Linked DNA regions of Sus scrofa: region 2 is linked to region 1. The links are chromatin contacts, called in public Hi-C maps. All regions are on one chromosome and are shown on one strand. Each heading gives the region's core, a stretch centred on a gene start, on an enhancer-like site or on the middle of the called end of the contact. The rest is flanking DNA. Distances are from core to core; before and after follow the strand shown. Region 1 overlaps PTPRR (receptor-type tyrosine-protein phosphatase R). Region 2 overlaps PTPRR (receptor-type tyrosine-protein phosphatase R).

Region 1 (5,084 bases), core at 878-3,377:
TCAGTGGGTTAAAGATCTGGCTTTGCTGTGTTGTAGATCACAAATGTGTCACTGTGGCGTAGGCCTGCAGCTGTCGCTCTGATCTGACCCCTAGCTTGGAAACTTCCCCATGCTGCAGGCGTGACTCTAAAAAGAAAACAACAACAACAACAAAAAACAAACAAACAAAACAATTGGGAAGGTACAGTGGGGCCTATAGCTAAGGGGTTTGGCCTTCATCCTCTAAAAGAATGGAGCTTTTTTATTTTTTGAGAATTTTTTTTTTTTTTTGCTTTTTAGGTCTGCACCCCTGGCATATGGAGGTTCCCAGACTGTGGGTCGAACTGGAGATGCAGCTGCTGGCCTACGCCACAGCCACAGCAACATGGGACCGAGCTGTGTCTGTGACCTACGCCACAGCTCCCGGCAAAGCTGGGTCCTTAATCCACTGAGCGAGGCCAGGGATTGAACCTGCATCCTCATGGATCCTAGTCAGGTTCATTTAACCCCTGAGCCACGAAGGGAATTCCTATTTTTTGAGCATTTGATGGAAACAATGAGTTTTCACTCACCAGGAAACTCACCTAATTTAATGGACCCAAATCTGTTCAAGTCATTTCTAGGAGGTCACTGGCCCTGTAGCTAGTCCACAGATCCAAGGTTAAGAATTTCTGCTCTAGGCAATGGGAAGCCTTTGAGAAGTTTTGAGCAGAGAGTGCAGGTGATGAAAGAGGGTTTTAGGAACATCATCTAAGAGGAGTGCACAGAGTAGGCCATAGTGGAGGTGGAGGTGGGGAAGCAGGGTGTGTATGTGCAATTAGCCGACTACTTCTAAAATACATGGATGAGGTCATAAGGGCCTGAACTTGGGTGGTGGGGCAGGAAGTGAGGATTATGGGAGAAGCTTTGAAGGGAAAGCCAATCTGGTGACTGATTAGATACCGACTCTGGAGTTGAGAGAAGGGCCAAAGATAACTGAATGCCTGGAAAAAAAGATGGTCTCATTCTTAGAAATAGCAATCAGAAGGGGAGCTGGTTTTATGGGGGAAATGGTTAGTTCATTTTAGATATCCTGACTGTTTTATGATTTGGGGTGGGGGACAGTTTTAGCCCTAAAGTATGGCCAATTAAGTATTTTTCTTCAGCCCCAAGCTAAGTGTAGGGTAAGGCCTAACGTTCAAAACTAGATAATGACACCTTGGAGAGAGACATAGAATAAATTTTACTCTTAAATCATAAAGGTTCAAAAGAAAGCTAAAATTGTAATATAAAATAATGACTTTTTTATTAAAAATATCATCCAAAGCTATCTTACAAGACTTAGGAAGTTAAGTAAAATAACAAACAATTTTGAGAAAGTATGGAAAATTAATGTCCAGTTGTAGAAATAACTTTAAAATATGTGCTTTAGGTTGGGCACACTAACAGGAAAACAAGGAAGAGGTGTACGTTACAGGGGACACCTTAAGCTAGACATTAGGGAAGGGAGCCACCACGGACATCTGTCACTTTTGTCAGCCAGTACCCTGCGTTCCAGTACTAGCACTTTGTTTTCCTCTTGGCGAATTACCAGTTGCCCACTTCCCAGTTCATAAATTTATTTCCATCTGTTTTTCATGAGGTAACTTTGAGACTAGTTGTCTGGTTTTCACCAAATTTGACCTAATAATAAATGCTATCAGGACACAATCTGAGAAAAGTTCAGGTGCATCTTGAAACAACAAAAAAGCTATTGATAATTTCAAAAAAACATGTATCATTCCTATCACGTATGAGACGAATGAGGTGAAATGAATCAAGCTATGTGTCAAGGCAGAGAACTGAAAGAACAAGGTCTCCTGTTTCCTGAGCTGTTAATTAGAAGTGATATGTGCTCCCCTGTGGGATTGTTTGCTGAAAATACACTGTTAACGTCACTTCATTTCTGTTAAGTATCATCCTGGTCAAGAGTCAAATATCAGGAAGTTAACCAGTTTTGAGACAGACTTATCAGCCAAGTCAGAATCAGGAAGCGAAATCCAACTTCCACCTGCTCTAGGACTTTACAAAGGATGGACAGCTGCTCAGGCAGAAAGGACAGTTCATCGCTTACCTGCAGTGGACAATCACAGGCCCTCGGCCCGCGGAGGCGAGTCTGTCTTCTTCCACATCCAGCATGAGCTGTAGAAGGGGCTGGGCACTGTCCGGAGTCTTGTGATCCGGCCATGAAGTGTACCAGTAATGCTTCACATGTTGGGTGTGACTTCCTTGCTGAAAATAGCAACAGCCACCAAAGGCTTCATTACATGTAGAACTACAAGTCATCCAAACCACAAGACTGAATCGCCTCCTATCACGCCCATCTTGCTGGCAACTTATTTCTAGGTGGAAAAGAATCTAGGGGATTTTTGCAGAAGACTCTTTCACCCTGAGAACATTTTACGCCGATGTCAAAGTCTGACAGTCTTGCTTCTATTAAATGAGAAATACCTATTTGGTATAGAAAATGTATGTAACATATATGCTCAATATATGTTTGTCATTTGTTAGAATAAACATAATGGTAGATGAAAATAGAGTCAAGAAAGAATTGGGATACAGTGTTTCCTGCTCTTTGAATATTCCTGACAGGTGATTATAAACATATTAACCAATATAAGAACACTTAATTTTATGTTCAATCATGATAATAATTCTACACGCATCCCAAATTCCAGTTTTCAACAGTGGTGAGGAATCCCTAGAGTAAAGGAGGGACAAGGGATCACCAGATTAGACATGGCTCGGAGGAGTTCCCATCATGGTGCAGTGAAAACGAATCTGACTAGTAACCATGAGGTTGCGGGTTCGATCCCTGGCCTCGCTCAGTCGGCTAAGGATCTGGCATTGCTGTGAGCAGACGAGGCTCAGATCCTGCCTTGCTGTGGCTGTGGCAAAGGCGAGTAGCTGTAGCTCCGATTCAACCCCTAGCCTGGGAACTTCCATATGCTGCAGGTGTGGCCCTAAAAGGCCCCCCCCCAAAAAAAAGAAAAGAAAAAGAAAAAAGAAATGGCTTTGAGTGGGCGTTCCATGCACATCCTCTCAAAACCCAGTGTCCAGTCAGGGTCCTGGCATGGACGAGGCGCTCAGCATTCGAGAACACGTGTTGAAGAACAGGTTTCTGCCAGTGCCTTTCTGCCCTGAACCTCCCATTAGAACCCGTCAGTGCAGCTCTGCCCTACTCTCTCTCTCTGCTGTGATTCTGTTCCACACTGATGCTGTCCTGAGATAGAACTGGAACCTTTTAGATGATTGCTCTCTAGAAGTGAAAACAATCCCATGGCAACGTCCCTCAGCATCTGCAGCCCGTAATTTAAGTCAGATAACTTTTCTATGACATAATCTGGTCCGGGAAAGTCCCTATAAATGACTGTAACTCCGAGTTTTGGAAGATCTCATCAACACTTCAGGCTCTTCTTGCCTCCCACAGCCACCCACCAGCGCAGATTTTCCCTTTCACAGTTTCCAGGACTTACTTAAATCTGCTCAGCCCAAAGTGACATTAAAAAAAAGTCATGATCGTGCCTCCAGCAGAAGCCTTTGGTTAAAGGTGCTCAACGGGTTAAATCAGAGATGTAATATTTATGCAAATTAGAAGATCGCACTCCTACGTAGTGAATTTCCTTAAAGTCTACTTATATTAATTTAATTATTCCACATACTAATAGTAGCTGACAACAAAGAAATACATAAGGGAGTGATTATAATTTCTCTTTGATCTTGACATTCTTTGATTCGTTTCAATGGAGTCTGAAATACTTATTAGGATAAAAAATTTACAAGTAGAGATGTAATCCTCTAACAGTTTGCTGTGTAGATGACCACAGCTGAGTAGTCTTACCTTTAAGACAAGATTTCGAACAGTATAGTTATCACATTCTTTGACGTTGATAACCAGAACCTCAACTTTCCCATATATTCCTCTTTTTTCTGGCCAGTAAAGCACACATTTCTGGAGGAGGGACAGAAGAACACAGCAAATATTCATGGTTTTCACTGGCTTTGAAGTATTTTTCATTCAGGCATCTCAAAAATGTCTATTTAATTAATTTAAAAAATCAAGTGTCAATTTTTACAGCTCTGTAAATGTGCTAAAACCACAGAACCACTTTAAATAGGTAAGCTATGGAGTTCCCATCGTGGCGCAGTGGTTAACGAATCCGACTATGAACCATGAGGTTGCGGGGTTCGGTCCCTGCCCTTGCTCAGTGTCGTTGTCGTGAGCTGTGGTGTAGGTTGCAGACGCGGCTCGGATCCTGCGTTGCTGTGGCTCTGGCGTAGGCCGGTGGCTACAGCTCCGATTCAACCCCTAGCCTGGGAACCTCCATATGCCGCGGGAGCGGCCCAAGAAATAGCAACAACAACAACAACAAAAGACAAAAAGACAAAAGACAAAAAAAAAAAAAAATAGGTAAGCTTCATAGTATATATGGTATATTATAAATTATATCTCAATAAAACTGCTTTTAAAACAAAATATCTATTTTTACATACGTCTGCCAAACACTATTGCTAATAATCTCATACAAAAAAAAAAAAATTAAAGTCAAGTTTCCCAAGTACCCACAAAGAAATTAAGGAATAATTTAGAACTGAATTAAGAATTAGGAAACTAAGATCCACATGTTAGCGTTTATCATGTGACAAAGAGAATTAAAAAGAAGTTCTCTTACAGTGATTGAGGCACGTCACATTTTCCTGCTTCATCAAACAAAAATCTCTAATAAGAGCATTTGTAATGTGTTAGATGCCACAGAATGCAGTTTCCATTGTAAGTAAAACAGATGAAATGACCACTAACACACCTACGGTACTATATTTTCAAGGACCAATGACCTGTTCACCTATGGGAGCCACTGAAGTAGACATATAAACAAGACTATTTTAAAAAACTTTATGATGGATCCCCTTTGAAGGGTTTAATAACAATAATTATATTGCAAGCAAGACAATATAACACAATGGTTAAGATGCAAGTTTTGGAGTCTGAGAGCCTGGAGCCACATTTTGATCCCACCATTTATTGGTGAATCTATAAGCAGGAAACATAATCTCTCTGGCCTCAGTTTCCTCAAGATTTAATACAT
Region 2 (5,084 bases), core at 1,068-3,567, 47 kb after region 1:
TAGGTACCAACTAACTCCATCCTCTGAGCATGTGGCATGGTCCTAGGCTAACCAGTGACACTTCATTCTGAAAGTGGTCATTTCTGATGATAAGAGTGGAGTTGAGAAATACACAAATGAGTCTACTTACTGAAAGATTCTTAACAAGGGATGACAAGGTGTAGGGTCATCAGATTTAGCGAATAAAAAACACTGGTCCCCTAGTTAGACTTGAAAAATAGCTTTAACTGCCACTTTTTTAGAATTTAATGGAAAGAACGGCATACGGGACATTTAGGGTGTCCTGACAAAGTCAATACAGGATGCCAGGGCAAAATCATTAAATACAGGACATGTCCCATATACAGAGAAAGCCTGCCAACACTACCAGGGTGGAACATAATTGACCTAATTTCAATTCTTCCATGCATCTGTGCATCTCTTCTGTGTATGTCAGAGATTTGTAGACGTGAGAAGGGAAATAAGAAGTAAGTACCCAGAGATTTTTACGACTGACTAGAAATGAACTGCTTCTTATTTTTATTATAATGTTTTTTCATTGATTCCAAAGGGAAAAAATAGTATTTGCTTTTACTGTGTACCAAACAATTATAATATAAAATCTGATAGCAGTAATATAAAACTTATACCTTAATATAAAACTAATAACCTAATAATATAAAATTGATTTTCCTATAATAGTGCTTCCTGATTTCTGGCATGCATAGGGATCCACGTTAAGGAATGAAAAATAAAAATACTTCTTTTTAGAGTATTTAGAAAGTCTTTTAAGTGATCTGATTCAGGATGAAATGAGTTTTAGAATATCTGTAACTATGATTTGAATATTACACTATTTGTAGTATTTGGAATTATCTCTTGACTGTGGGAAACTTGGTCAGTGCTATATATAAACCTTAACACTGGGAGTTCTATATCTAAAAAGGTTAAATAAAACCTTCAAACTTCATAGTCCACTGCTTTATGTACAAACATACTCCCTTTTCATGTCTTACCATTCTGGGTTGAACATTCGATAAAATATTTTGAAAAGTTGGATGTTACATTAATCGTATTTCATGTGAAGAAAATTTATTCACTCTAAAGAGTCTTCAGCAATTTAGAGTTTGAATTTGAATTTTACAGATAAGGTGAAATAATTATAAAAGATTAACAATGCAATTATAACGGAGAAATAGAACACATTTTTGTAGATTGAAACACTGATAGCAGCTTGCATTTGTTTGAAATATTGTATAAAAACAATCTGAAGTCCTTTGAACTGTTTAAAATCTTAATTTGCCTGAATTATCAATGCATGCCTTTCCCACCAATAATTCCCCATGTCAGCCGAGGACGGAGAACCGAGAAGGAGATAAAAACGGAGCACTTAAGACAATCTGTTCCTGGAGTTCAGGTCCACACCTAACAAATTCCAAAAGTTATTCAGACCTCAGCAAGTCAAAATACACTACGGAAACCGTTTGTGACAAGAACTCTTGGGCTAAGCTTTAAGTAATCAGTATCTGGTTGGGACAGGAATCACCCAGTATCCTGTGGAGGAAAACAGCTGACACGAGGGCCATTTCAGCTTTCCCTCTTATAATCATGCTTTCTAATGTACTGCCAATTCACTCCTGGACTGTCCTCGATAAGGCCTGTAGCATTACGGGAATCCAGGGTTCACGAAGGCGAAATTCGCAAGGCTCCCCACCCCCCACCTTTTCCTGCGGATCATTTCCACAGCGAAACGGTGCGTTGGCACAGATATCCCTTTTAAATGCAAATTCTGAGGAGTCTTATAAAACCGCCTGATTAAACTGCATTATTAGGGGTTTTTGTTTTGTTTTGTTTTGTTTGTTTGTTTGGCTATTTAAGAGCCACACCCGTGGCATGTGGAGTAGGAGCTACAGCGGGCGGCCTGCACCACAGTCACAGCAACGCGCGATCCGAGACGTCTGTGACCTACACCACAGCTCACGGCAATGCGGCATCCTTAACCCACTAAGGGAGGCCAGGGATGGAACCCGCATCCTCATGGATTCTAGTCGGGATCCTTAACCCCTGAGCCACGAAGGGAACTCCTGCATTATTGTTTTTGTTAGGGTGGGGAGCAAGAGAGCAACACCGCTTTTCTTTTTTTTAAAGTGAAAACTGCAAAGGCGTAAGCACATAAATTGCATTGCTTCCATAAACCATAAATCTTTATCAGGGCTAACAAAGAAGAAATAAAAACCTTCTGATTAATATCAGACGAAAATCTTCTAAAGGTCATGGACACTGCAGCTGGGAAACCCCGCTGAATGCATTTGCTATGTGAACCAATGCAGCAGCCAGCATCGGTGCAGGGACTGCCTGCTATAGGTAATGAGGTACCTCAGGAAAGGAAGGATTCTGGGACTCCCTTGACAGCTTTAGGATCATTACATGGCTCTTTCCTTGTTGATTTGACTTGGCTCTAAATCTTAAAAGGGCAACATATATCTCAAGAAGGATTTTTGAGGACAGAGAAACGAATTGCTTAAATGTCCTTTGAACAAAAGCAAGAGCCCAATTTGCTACCGATCCTGAATTTTCTTCAGTTTGTTTGTAGCATACAGGTGCCACCTAGGGGTGGAAAGCGGCATCACCGGCTCTTCTCCAAGTGGGATGGTTTATGAGGGTTAGGCGAAACAAACGCGTTTATTTTAGAATGCTTCTATTTTTCCACTGACAAAATTGAATAGGGTCCAATCATGAAAAAAGAAAAGGCCCAAACAGAAGACTGGGCATCAGATGAGGCAGGAAATAGGAATGAGCATGAGCTTGGTGGTAGCAGACCTGGGCTCAATCCTGTCTCTGGAGCTTGTGGGCTCTATGACATTTACTTAAGTGTCTGTGTCTCAGTTTCACATTGTTAAAGTTGAGATTATAAAATATACCTCCCTGAGAAGGTTATGAGGAGGAAATAATATTACATAGTTGATATGCCTCTTGTACAGTACCTGGCACATAATAGCTGCTCAACAAATCTTAAGTGCTGGCAGAGTCATATTCAGGCTTTTCTAGTTTTGGGGTCATTTTTCTTATTAGTATTAATACTACACCATGAAATGTTATCTGTATTTAAATGTGCCCAATAAATGATCTTGTTTCCCCCACCCCCTTGTCCTTGAATCAACTATATATATATATATATATATATATAATTTTTTTTTCTATCTGGGTTCAGATTAAAGCTGAGATTGAGTTCTTCACTGGATAGAGTTTGCCTATGCAGAGAGTCACTCCCTTACAGCAGTGATTTCTATTCTAAGCAAGCCAAGAGAGGATTAGTTACTTAACGTGCATGTGTTATATAAACAAGATCATCCAGAGAAGTGCACTTGCCACAAGTCCCTGAAAGAAATGCATTTGCAGATATTTACCCATTGTAATCTCTCTTGCTTGGATGCCTTGCAAAAGCTCTTACACACACACTACTGCCAAATGTCGTAAAACTCTTAGCTTAGTAGGTTAGAAATGATGCTAAAGGACCAAGGGAACAGTTTTGATTACAGTCAGAGTCAGTCAGCACTGCTCATAGTAACACAGCTGCCCAGGAGTGGATACGCCTCTCTCCTGGGCTAGCACCTGATAAGGGGCACCCACCACTACTGTGGGCAGCCACCCCCCTCGGGCACACTCCTTCCCACTGTTGATGGGGCTGCAGGTGGAAAGAAAAGCAGACACACAACAGACTGTTCCTGTTCAAACAGCCTGTCATATGTATCAAAAAGGTATCAAAAGGGGAAGGAATAAGAAAGGCAGGGGAGAGAATAGTAAATGCTTTTCAAATACATCTTAGGTTTGCTTCAGGATTCAACATGGGGTCGCTCAGATTTCATAGAGGGCCTCGGCAAGTGTTTAAAAACTCTTATTTAACATCTTGGGTTTTCTTCCTACTTGGCTATCGTTAAAACCTGGATGACGGCTCTGCAGAATGGTTAGGATTCAAAACATGCACAAATGCTTCTAGCTTTTCATTTTTATTTTACAGACCTAGGCTCTCTATGGAAGATACCTGAGTGAAAAAGGAAACTACATGGATCAACATTACCCCTACTAACACATTTAGGAAAGAAATGTTTGGGAAGCACATTGGAAGATATTGGAGTCCGACAGGGTTTATTAGCAAGGGCAGCACACTCTAAGCAAGCGTCAATTCTGTGGCGACCCTACGGCCTGAGTCAACCCCAGTTTTAAATGTACCCAATTTTGGGTGTGGAACGTATTATGAAAGAACAAACTAGCAGAGTTTGTTCTCAAAATAAAGGGGGCATGGATGACTTTCTACCCTTTGGGAAACTTGTCCTGGTTATGGACCCACCACGGACACTTCCTCTCCCACCCACTTCTTTCCTGCTTTCTTCCCACCACAACCGGGGTACTTTTAGGTCTCGCACAGAGGACTTGCAAATGCCTTGGGTGAATAAGAATGCTTTTCCTGTGTAAGAACACAAGACATTTTAGGAACAGGAAAAGCCTATCCGGTCCGACAATACCTGCCCTTTTTAGGTTTATCTTAATCTCACCTTCCTGCATTTTTACCTTCCTTCGTCTTCTTATACAGAAAAAAAAAAAAAGGCATTTCTTGTACATGTCTCTTTACCATCACCGGACCTGACAACATCAGACATACATTTTATTTTGGTACCACTGTCTTCTGATTAATAATTTCTAAAATCAGTTTGCAAAGCAAGTAGACAGTTGATAATGTTTCTTTTTACAGAGTCAAAAACTATGAGTTCGAAGGAAGAGGCTGCAAAAAAGCTTGGCTTCAAGGGATGCGGAGGTCATCTGGCTTGAGTCTACACTTGATTCTAGCTTTTTAATTGTGAGTTCGGTTATTTGTCATGTTCTGGGTATGGACATTTACTCTCAGTGTGGTTAGTGATAAGAGGTATGCTTATGTGGAGCAGGACTTACTACGGAGAAAATCTGCAGGTGGCTAAAGTTAATCACAAAGAGCAGAGACCTGTTAAAAAGCTTACCATTCTCTGAGCCTTTCCTTGCCCCCTGTTACACATTTCATCTCTGGAATTTACAATAGGGTGAGGTAAGCCACTGATCATCATTAGAAGAGG

Evidence for each region. Hi-C and Micro-C count contacts between places; a contact is called where the count stands out from the background.
Region 2: a Hi-C map of skeletal muscle shows a contact between it and region 1, with 4 times the contacts expected there. The contact joins two enhancer-like sites. A contact is called at or near these places in 11 of 47 Hi-C or Micro-C datasets (adipocytes, embryonic fibroblasts, heart right ventricle and 6 more) and 1 of 2 datasets of contacts at active chromatin or transcription factors (skeletal muscle).

Annotation. Positions count from the first base shown.
Region 1 is chr5:34,815,989-34,821,072 of Sscrofa11.1, forward strand. PTPRR (receptor-type tyrosine-protein phosphatase R) reads right to left here. Exons shown (of 16, transcript XM_021091990.1): 13 at 3,839-3,949; 14 at 2,072-2,229. Among named protein-coding and RNA genes, the nearest start is that of PTPRB, 24 kb to the left of the region's middle. Within about 2 kb of position 2,128, at least 13 of the 83 cell types and tissues checked have an H3K27ac peak or open chromatin away from gene starts, as enhancers often do. A contact at or near this core is called in retroperitoneal adipose tissue and skeletal muscle, where this site is marked.
Region 2 is chr5:34,862,769-34,867,852 of Sscrofa11.1, forward strand. The region is part of intron 6 of PTPRR (receptor-type tyrosine-protein phosphatase R); the gene reads right to left. Among named protein-coding and RNA genes, the nearest start is that of PTPRB, 70 kb to the left of the region's middle. Within about 2 kb of position 2,318, at least 7 of the 83 cell types and tissues checked have an H3K27ac peak or open chromatin away from gene starts, as enhancers often do. A contact at or near this core is called in retroperitoneal adipose tissue and skeletal muscle, where this site is marked.